3 separate regions of the Mus musculus genome follow, and regions 1 and 2 are each linked to region 3. Evidence: chromatin contacts called from public Hi-C data. All regions are on one chromosome and are shown on one strand. The core of a region is the stretch at or near the end of the contact, and the rest is flanking DNA. Distances in the headings are between cores, read along the strand shown. Region 1 overlaps Gm12022 (predicted gene 12022). Region 2 has its middle 37 kb from the start of Gm12022. Region 3 has its middle 56 kb from the start of Gm12018.

Evidence for each region. A called contact is a pair of places that touch in the nucleus more often than the background predicts.
Region 1: a contact with region 3 is called in a Hi-C map of the N1E-115 cell line, with 5 times the contacts expected there. The contact joins two enhancer-like sites. A contact is called at or near these places in 3 of 484 Hi-C or Micro-C datasets (the N1E-115 cell line, embryonic fibroblasts and nephron progenitors) and 1 of 115 datasets of contacts at active chromatin or transcription factors (vascular smooth muscle cells).
Region 2: a Hi-C map of the N1E-115 cell line shows a contact between it and region 3, with 4 times the contacts expected there. The contact joins two enhancer-like sites. A contact is called at or near these places in 3 of 484 Hi-C or Micro-C datasets (the N1E-115 cell line, embryonic fibroblasts and uterus).

What each region holds. Positions count from the first base shown.
Region 1 is chr11:18,488,569-18,491,268 of GRCm38.p6, reverse strand. The region is part of intron 1 of Gm12022 (predicted gene 12022); the gene reads left to right. Among named protein-coding and RNA genes, the nearest start is that of Gm12022, 3.3 kb to the left of the region's middle. Within about 2 kb of position 1,273, at least 2 of the 459 cell types and tissues checked have an H3K27ac peak or open chromatin away from gene starts, as enhancers often do. A contact at or near this core is called in the N1E-115 cell line, where this site is marked.
Region 2 is chr11:18,454,701-18,457,400 of GRCm38.p6, reverse strand. No RefSeq gene overlaps it. Among named protein-coding and RNA genes, the nearest start is that of Gm12022, 37 kb to the left of the region's middle. Within about 2 kb of position 1,445, at least 2 of the 459 cell types and tissues checked have an H3K27ac peak or open chromatin away from gene starts, as enhancers often do. A contact at or near this core is called in the N1E-115 cell line, where this site is marked.
Region 3 is chr11:18,150,949-18,153,648 of GRCm38.p6, reverse strand. No RefSeq gene overlaps it. Among named protein-coding and RNA genes, the nearest start is that of Gm12018, 56 kb to the right of the region's middle. Within about 2 kb of position 1,343, at least 19 of the 459 cell types and tissues checked have an H3K27ac peak or open chromatin away from gene starts, as enhancers often do. A contact at or near this core is called in the N1E-115 cell line, where this site is marked.

The DNA of each region.
Region 1 (2,700 bases), core at 24-2,523, 340 kb before region 3:
CTTGCCTTTTCCCCCTAATGATATTGCTCTGCTCCCAGCTCAAAGGAGGTGAGGCAGGTTACACCCTTGGGATGCTTGTTAGGCACGAAAAACAGAGTAGAAGAAGTCTAAGTTTTGAAACCACACTGAAATCGTTGGGCTCTGCTTGCCAGCACTACTCCCCTCCTAGCCGGCTGCTGTAGACTGCTCTTTCCAACTGATCAGAGTTCACAGTTGTCTTTTGTTGCATCTCAGACATCTCCATCCACGGGGATGTGTCTGTGACAGAGTAACCTACAGAACCCCTACCCCTTCAAAACTGTTTCCCATTGCATGCCAGCCAGCTTTATCGAAGGCTGTCATTTTCTTTGTGGTCTACACATTAAAATCACAAAGGTTGCTTTTAAAACATGCCCAAGCCTGAGTCCTAACCATATTGACTCCTAATTTAATTGCTCTGTGGTAGAACTCAGGCAGTGGAATTTTTAAACACTTCATTAAAGGTTTCCTTTGGGCAGCCAGATTGATGGTTTTATTTCTTTCTCCATTGTGACAGTTGTTGAATACCTTAAAAACGACCAGATAGCCCCAATAATTTTTGAGTTCAGGTATGTGTCTTGCATAACACGGAGCTAACCCTCAGCCTAGTTATTTCTGTCATAACCTTTGACTAAACATGAAGAAGAGAGGAGATGGGAGGCTTCCTTTTCCAGGCTCAGCTCTTTGGTGTTGGCAAGGTTCTCCGAGAGAACTGGCTTCCCAGGATGTACATAACGCAATGCAACACGGGCCCTGACATCCATCAAACTGTGTCTTTCCTTTTCTTAGCTCCATGAGGCAAAGAACCGGGTCTGTTGCAAGTTTCTTGGATTCACCTTCCTTTGTTCTTGATGAATGATGAACTCTGAGTTTCCAGTATTTGATTTGTAACAGTGTTTTGTTGTTGTTATTGTTGTTTTGTTTTTAACAAAAGCATATCCCCCTATCACACTTTAGAAAAAAGAAGCTATAAAACAGTGGAGGTCACACACATTTTAACTTTTTTTTTTTAATTTGGTTTGGAATGACTCCTTTTTATTTTTTCTTCTTCCCTAGCAATGTGGTCTGTATCAAGTTTCATATCAAGAAATATGAAGTCGCTGATAGCCTGTTGCTAAGATGAAGTCAGGCCTTCCCACCTCTTCCTCCTTCTGGTTTCCTTCCCTGAAACGTGGGTTCTTGACAGCTTGTTGTTGGGCAGGGCATTAGCCTTTTGTAATTTATTGCTTTTAGATTAAATCTGGGGAAACTCGATATTGCAGTTGAGTGATTAGAGCAATACCCCTTGGAGTAATAAATTTTCTTTGGTGCTGCACATCTCCAGATCATGTTTCCTTTCTAATTACATTTACATAAATGATATTCTGTAAAATTAAATTAACATTCAAACGGTTACCCTGACAGGGAGAGACAAAAATTAGTTACCAAGTTGTGTCTTTAAAAAAAAATGTCTAGTTTTTTTCATAATATGAATCACTACCCTCTTGCAAGTGCCAGCCTTCAACAAAATGCCCCTTCCAGACTGCACGGGGGTGCTTCTCAGCAGCGAATGGAAATGCTTTGTTTCTTTCCTGAAGAATTAGACCATCGGAGACTACAGTGGCTTTTCTGAACTCAGCCGCTAATTAATTGCTAATATTTCTTCAGGCTTCTAGCTTTGAAATTCTGCAGTGATCCTGGACACTCTCAGATTGAATATGAGCATAGCTATGCATGCCGACCCATGTTTTTCTCACCATCCCCTCCTCCAGTGTAGCTGCTTCCTACTTAGGATTCCCTTTAGAAATACTTGAGTTCCTCAAGCAGCAGCATCAGGAACTCAGTGACTGGCTTGTCAAGGGTGAGAGTGCCACCTCTGCTGTGCCTGTATTACCTTAAGACAAATGGCAGGACGGCCTCCACCGTATTTTTAAGTAAAGCCAATCAGTTCCTTTTGTGATTATAATTTTTATATAAAATATGCTTTCATTGACATAAGTCAGATATCCACAGAGAGGCTATCCCAGGAACCTTATCTGTCACATCCCTGAGCAAGTCAGGCTTATTGCCTGTGTTGGTTGACTTGCCTCCACCTGACAGGGATCACTTTAATAAACCAGTGAGCTAGGAAAGAAATGCCTGCAAACCTGTTCATGCAGAGTGGTAGGAGGATAATCAGAGACATATTTCTATGTCCAGACACTTTCTTTTCCATTCAAAAAGCATGGTTCCCAATTACATAGATCTGCTGACACACTCACCACAGGCCCAAACAGGGATCTTTGTGTCCATGTGGAAATGCTTGATGGAACACAGCTGTCAAGAGTCCACTCTCAAAACAACCTGTCAGGAACACTGGTTTCCTCAGATGAGAATAAAAGCCAACATCTCTCTTGAGAGAAGTAGACACAGCATATCCAGGCAAGACTGTTCTTAGCTCAGGGACTTACCCAATATCTCAGATTCTCTTGTCTCTTGAGCAGGCCTTCACTTAGGTTTCAATTATTCATTGATCGTCTCTGTGTTGTACATCTGCAAAGGCAAAAGGAGAAGCTAAAATGAAGGAACGGAACAAAATCTCAGTCCATCTAAAGCTGCACATTCTTTATACTCCTGTCCATGTATGTTGTTCTTGAGTTTTCTATGTATAGTATATGTATATAATACATAATATATGTATATTATGTATAGTATATGTATTAC
Region 2 (2,700 bases), core at 196-2,695, 300 kb before region 3:
TGATATTTTCCCTCTTGAAGGAAGAAACTATTTTAGTGGAGCCCACAGTTAAGAGACTTTTAATTGTAAAAAGACTTTGAATTTTAAAAGAGATGGATATTTTAAAGAGATTGAAATGTTAAGAATATGTAAAGACTGTGGGACTTTTAAAGTTATTTAGATCTTTGATAAACTTTGATAAACTTTTGATAAACTTCTTCCTCTAGCTCAGGTTATTTATTGATGTTTCTTCCCTTACTTTTTTCGCCTCCTGTAAAGTGCTTAGCAGTTCCTTCTTCTACAGCTGCTAGTAACTGACCACTCATTCACTTCATCCTGTAAATACATATATGGTTTTCCTCTGGTTTAGGCATTTTTACTGTCTTCTACTTTTCTCACTCAGTTTCTGTAGTATTTTATGTGTTGACACAATCCATTATGCTTTAAATCTATGGGCCATACATCCCACTTCCCGTGAAATACTCTTGTAACACAGATGCCCATCAAGAAAAGCACTTTCTCACCAATCATATCAAGATATCAAGAATACTGATTAGAAATTTTTAAGCTTTTCTTTTTTCTCTCCTTAAATCTCCATTACTGGGATGTTTGCATCCTGTTTCCTTGGTTGCTTGTTGTGGGAAATATTAAAAAGGAACCAGCATGTTCCCACGCTTGTGCCTCTGCCCTGGCAGGCCGGGCACTGGCAAGCAATGGCTGACCTGTTTTGATCTCATGGAGACTCTGATTCAGAACTCCACAATCTCTCCACCATGCCAAGCCCATGCTTCACATCCCCCACAGGCAAACCCATGCTTTGCTGTCATAACTTTCTCTCTTGAACCCAGACAAGACGCTGCGAGAAGTAAAACACAACACAAACTTAGTTCAGAAATGATGGCAACCCAATTGCTGGGCGCAGCAACTAAAATCCTAATCTTGTGAGCCTTCTTAAATCGAAATCCTCTGATGTCAAAGCCTGATGGATCTGCCATTGAAACCGGGAGACACTCATAGTTACATCTTGTCCTCATGTTAATCCCCATCCAAAAAACGCCCTAACTCTCTCCTTCCTCTTTTTCTCTGTCCAAGCCAGAAGTCCCTCCTACTCTCCCAGTGATTGGCTCCTTTATTCATCAGGGGATTGGTTCACAAGAAGTCACTTGGGTATGTGACTCACTCCTTGTCTGCAACCTCTCCCAGGAGAGCAGAATTAGCACCAGAAGACAAACAGCACCAGGCCCATCCACATTAGCTGCTCTCATTCTTCGTTTGTGAGTTGCTTTTCTTTTCTTCTGGAGTTAAACCTGGTGTTTCCACTGGATTTGGTTTCCTTGGGAAATGGAAGAATATCTTATAAGTTATTCACATCTATGTTACAAAAAAAAAAAAAAAAAAAAGGATAGATCATTGCTTGGGTGTTGAATGAGAAATCCACTGTCCTATAGAAGGAGCCGGAACCTCAGGGCAACCTCAGCAGAAAGCAGTTCCAGAGAATTGTATGATTTTGTTTTCTGTGATGATTACAGCAGGACAGATTTAACTAAGGGCTGCTGTCTGTTCCTGTCTTCAGTACACCATTGGGCTAGTGCACAGGGAGAGCCATGCATACATATAGCTCTGGGTTGACATCATTCTCCAATGCAGACCTTATCATGTGACGTACAAGCAAGATTAACATGTCTTCTCCTGTCCCTTTAATTTTGCCATTGCTTTAACGACACATCATGAGCCTCCTTCAATATTTGCAAATGCCTTCTGCTGTTATCATTATATTGACTATACTATTGGTATGGATGGATGCCTCTGGTTTAATGGTTCCCTAGTGGATGTACATTCAGATTTTTTTAGTTTTCAATATAGAACTATACAATTCTTTTTGCTTTTATCTGGAACTATTTATTCAATTGAAAATTGTTTCCTCTGAATATAATGTCTTGGTGTATTTTTGGTTTTTGTTTTACTATAGTATAAGATTTTGATTTACTTTTAAAATGTTTATTCCCCAATTCACAAATATTTATTCTTATAATTATTCCTATTTAATAATTTTCAGGATCAGTTTGTTATATGTTTTTAGCTTTAAGTTTATGATTTTTAATTTTGACTTATCCTTTGAAATTATGTAAACATGAAAGCATCTAAAATCAGATGTTTTACTTTAGTTTTTATCACAGAGGTTGATATTTTTCATTAGAGTTGCTTAGTAACATTTCAGTTGCTGATAAAACACCATGACCAAGATAATGTAACAGTTTATTTTGGCTTACAGGTCCAGAAGAAAAGTCCATCGTGGTGTGGGAGGCATGTCAGAAAGTAGTCAGTCAGGATCTGAGAGACTACTTCTTCAATTTCACACAGAAAGCAGAGAGGGCAAAGGGGATGTGGAGTGAGGCCATGGGGTCTCAAAGCTACCCTCAGCAATGTGCTTCTTCAACCAAGGCTGTACATCCTTCTTTAACAGCTTAGCTAACTGGAGACCAGTGTTCAAATACCTGAGTCCATGAAAGACATTTCTGATTTAAACCACTACATTCCATTCCCTGGCTCCCATAGACTTGTGGACATATCATGTTGCAAAGTATATTTAGTCCAACTTTAAAAGTCTCACATTCTTTAACAGTCTTGAAAGTCTAAAGTCCCTTCTAAAACCAAAGCAATCTCTTGACTAGGACTCCCTGCAAAATCAAAAGGCATATTACATACTTCTAACAGACAACA
Region 3 (2,700 bases), core at 94-2,593:
AAAAAGGAAGAAAGAAAGGGGGGAGAGAGAGAGAGAGAGAGAGAGAGAGAGAGAGAGAGAGAGAGAGAGAGAGAGAGAAGTTACAGTTCTGCTTCATGTTTGTGATTATAAAACATTTAAACAAGTAATATTTCCGAAGCTAAATTTAGATTTGAATTGAAAATCATTTTCTAAAAGCAATTTCCAAATATGAGTCACAATTATGCCTCTCCTCTGTCAGAAGAATCAAGGCAAAAGAAAAGAAACAAACAAAAATGCATATTCTCAATGTGTTAAAAGTTTCTCCTAAAATGTTCTTGGCATGTTCACTTTTACCAAAATATTTTATAATTCACTAAAATTTAAATTTGCCTTTAAGACAGCCATTTTCCTTAGATTAGAGAAAATTACGATGACATTGATTGGATTAAATATTCACTTGTGTTATTAAAATCACTGTGAAAACAAACAGACCTATTCAAATGTCTAAAACCTTTGGAAGAGACTGGCTTCTGCAATGTAAATCAAGGGTGAAAATCTGGCTGATTTAATTTAAATTTTAACTGATTTTAAAATGCTGTCTTCTTTAGAGATTGAGTTTCAAAAAGTTGATTCTAAAAACTGACAGATCTTTTATGAATATTTGGGAAATTATCTTTAGCTTTTTTGTAGCCCATCAAAAAGGCAAAAGAATCATAATCGGCATTTTGTTAGTCTATGTGGTGATATAACCGAATCCCTCGGAAAGAACAGACGGAAAATGGTAGCTATTATTAATTTAGAAAGACAAAGCAAAGCCCGGCATTTCAGTAATGTGGAGAGTTGTGTGCTCTTGGAGGAGAAAGGGTTTTGTAATTGGATTTTGAAGTAATTTAGAAGACGAGATAAGACGTAATGGTTGTGTATTAGAGGTTAGAATGACAACAGAAACCCATAATGTGAGGGTTCATTGAACTGGGAAAAAAATACAACAACAAAGAAACGCAGCACTGACGGAAAATGGCCTGAGCGGGAAGCAACAAGGTGAGTATGTGAAGGCCAGAAGGACCCATTCTGAGTAGGCAGGTCAGTCAGCAAGTAGCTGGAGCAGCAGACAGGCCGACAGCAGGATGCTGCTCCTTTCTGCAGTCACCTCTCAGCCCACCACCCCACTCCCACCTCCCCAACACACATCCTTTTTCCTACTGGAGAATTTTCTCCTGTCTTCTCTCCTGTCAGTCATCACCTTGGCTCCTCAGCTCTGTCACCGGCTGGCTCCCAGGTTCTCTGAGGAGATGTCCTGTGACAGTGGCTAAGCTCTCCTACCAGCAGCCATGCACTCAAAGAGCCAGGGCAGCCGACCAGACCTGCCTATCCACATCTGTGGAAACTCATACCCTTAGCACACTGGGGAAGACAAAGAAGACTCAAACAGGAAAATGAAATCCTCCTGCCTTTACAGCCCAATATTCAGTTGAAGTCTTGGGCAAGTAAATAACTTATCTTTATTTTTTAAAATCTCTTTTCAAAGGACACAGTCGCCTAAGCTCCAGATCCCAAGATAGGCCTCGGATGAGTAGCTATTTTGGAACAAATAATTCAAGTATTGGCATTAATCAGAAGAGCTGGCTTCTACAATCAGAGGGCTATTTCTAGCTGGGAGGCTGTTTCCTGCAGGACTGAATTGCTTCCCGGTTGCCGGCACTTGGCTACCCCCTGCTGGGCAGGAAGCTAAGGGCCTGCAGATCACACCATTATGCTCCAGGGTCATCTCCCTGCAAGGCCTGGGACAGAATCCACTTACTACCTGTCAAATTGTTATCACACATTCTTGACATGAGGCTGAAGTGTGAAGTTCCCTTCCATTGCCTAAGAGGTGTTAAAGATTTTTTGTCCTTCCTTCCAAGCTCTTTGTATGCCGGTTTAAGCAGAACAAATCTATTTATTTCTTTGTATGTGTGTGTGACGGTGAGTTTATTAAAAGCACACCCATAACTTGTAAAATAAAATGATGGCATGCTTTGTTTAGCATGAAAAGTGTGCTTGCTTAAACCTCATTTTAAGCCTTCGGTGAGTGAGTCCCTTCATCTTGAGGCAGAAGACATGGATTGTGCGATGAAGACACCAGGCTTTGGCTGAGTGGCCTGGAATGAAGCCTGGTCCTGAGTTTTCTTCTCAAAGCAGCTTATCAATCACTGAAAAAACAAAACAAACAGACTAACAAAAAACAAAAAATAGCCACAAAATGAAGCACGCTTTGGCAAATATAAGATGTGAAAACCAAGTTTAATCAGATCAAGTTTTCAAATACAGATGAATGTGTTTGAATTGTCATTCAAAGTATTTTAACAAAACCCGAACTGAAGGAAATTTGTTGCTGTACTTTTAATGCATATACATTGCTAAGACAGGAAGCCACAGGCACATTTGGAAGACATAGCTTAAAAGTGACTTTAATAAAAAATGGGTAAAATGCAAGGGATTTTTAATTTTTTTAATTCAAAATAAGTAAAATCAGAAGGGATTAGGTGACATCAGGGCAGTGACAGGGAGGAACACGTGAACAGAGGGAGCTTTCAATGACTCAGTGACCCAAGTGTGGCTTTCACACTCTCTCAGTTCTTATTCTGACTTGGGTTTTTTTATTTCACTCATTTTGCAGATGAGGCAGACACTCCAGAGCAATCAAGCAAGAGCTGCCTGTGTAGCACCAGACAGACAGCATCTGTGTACATGAGGCAC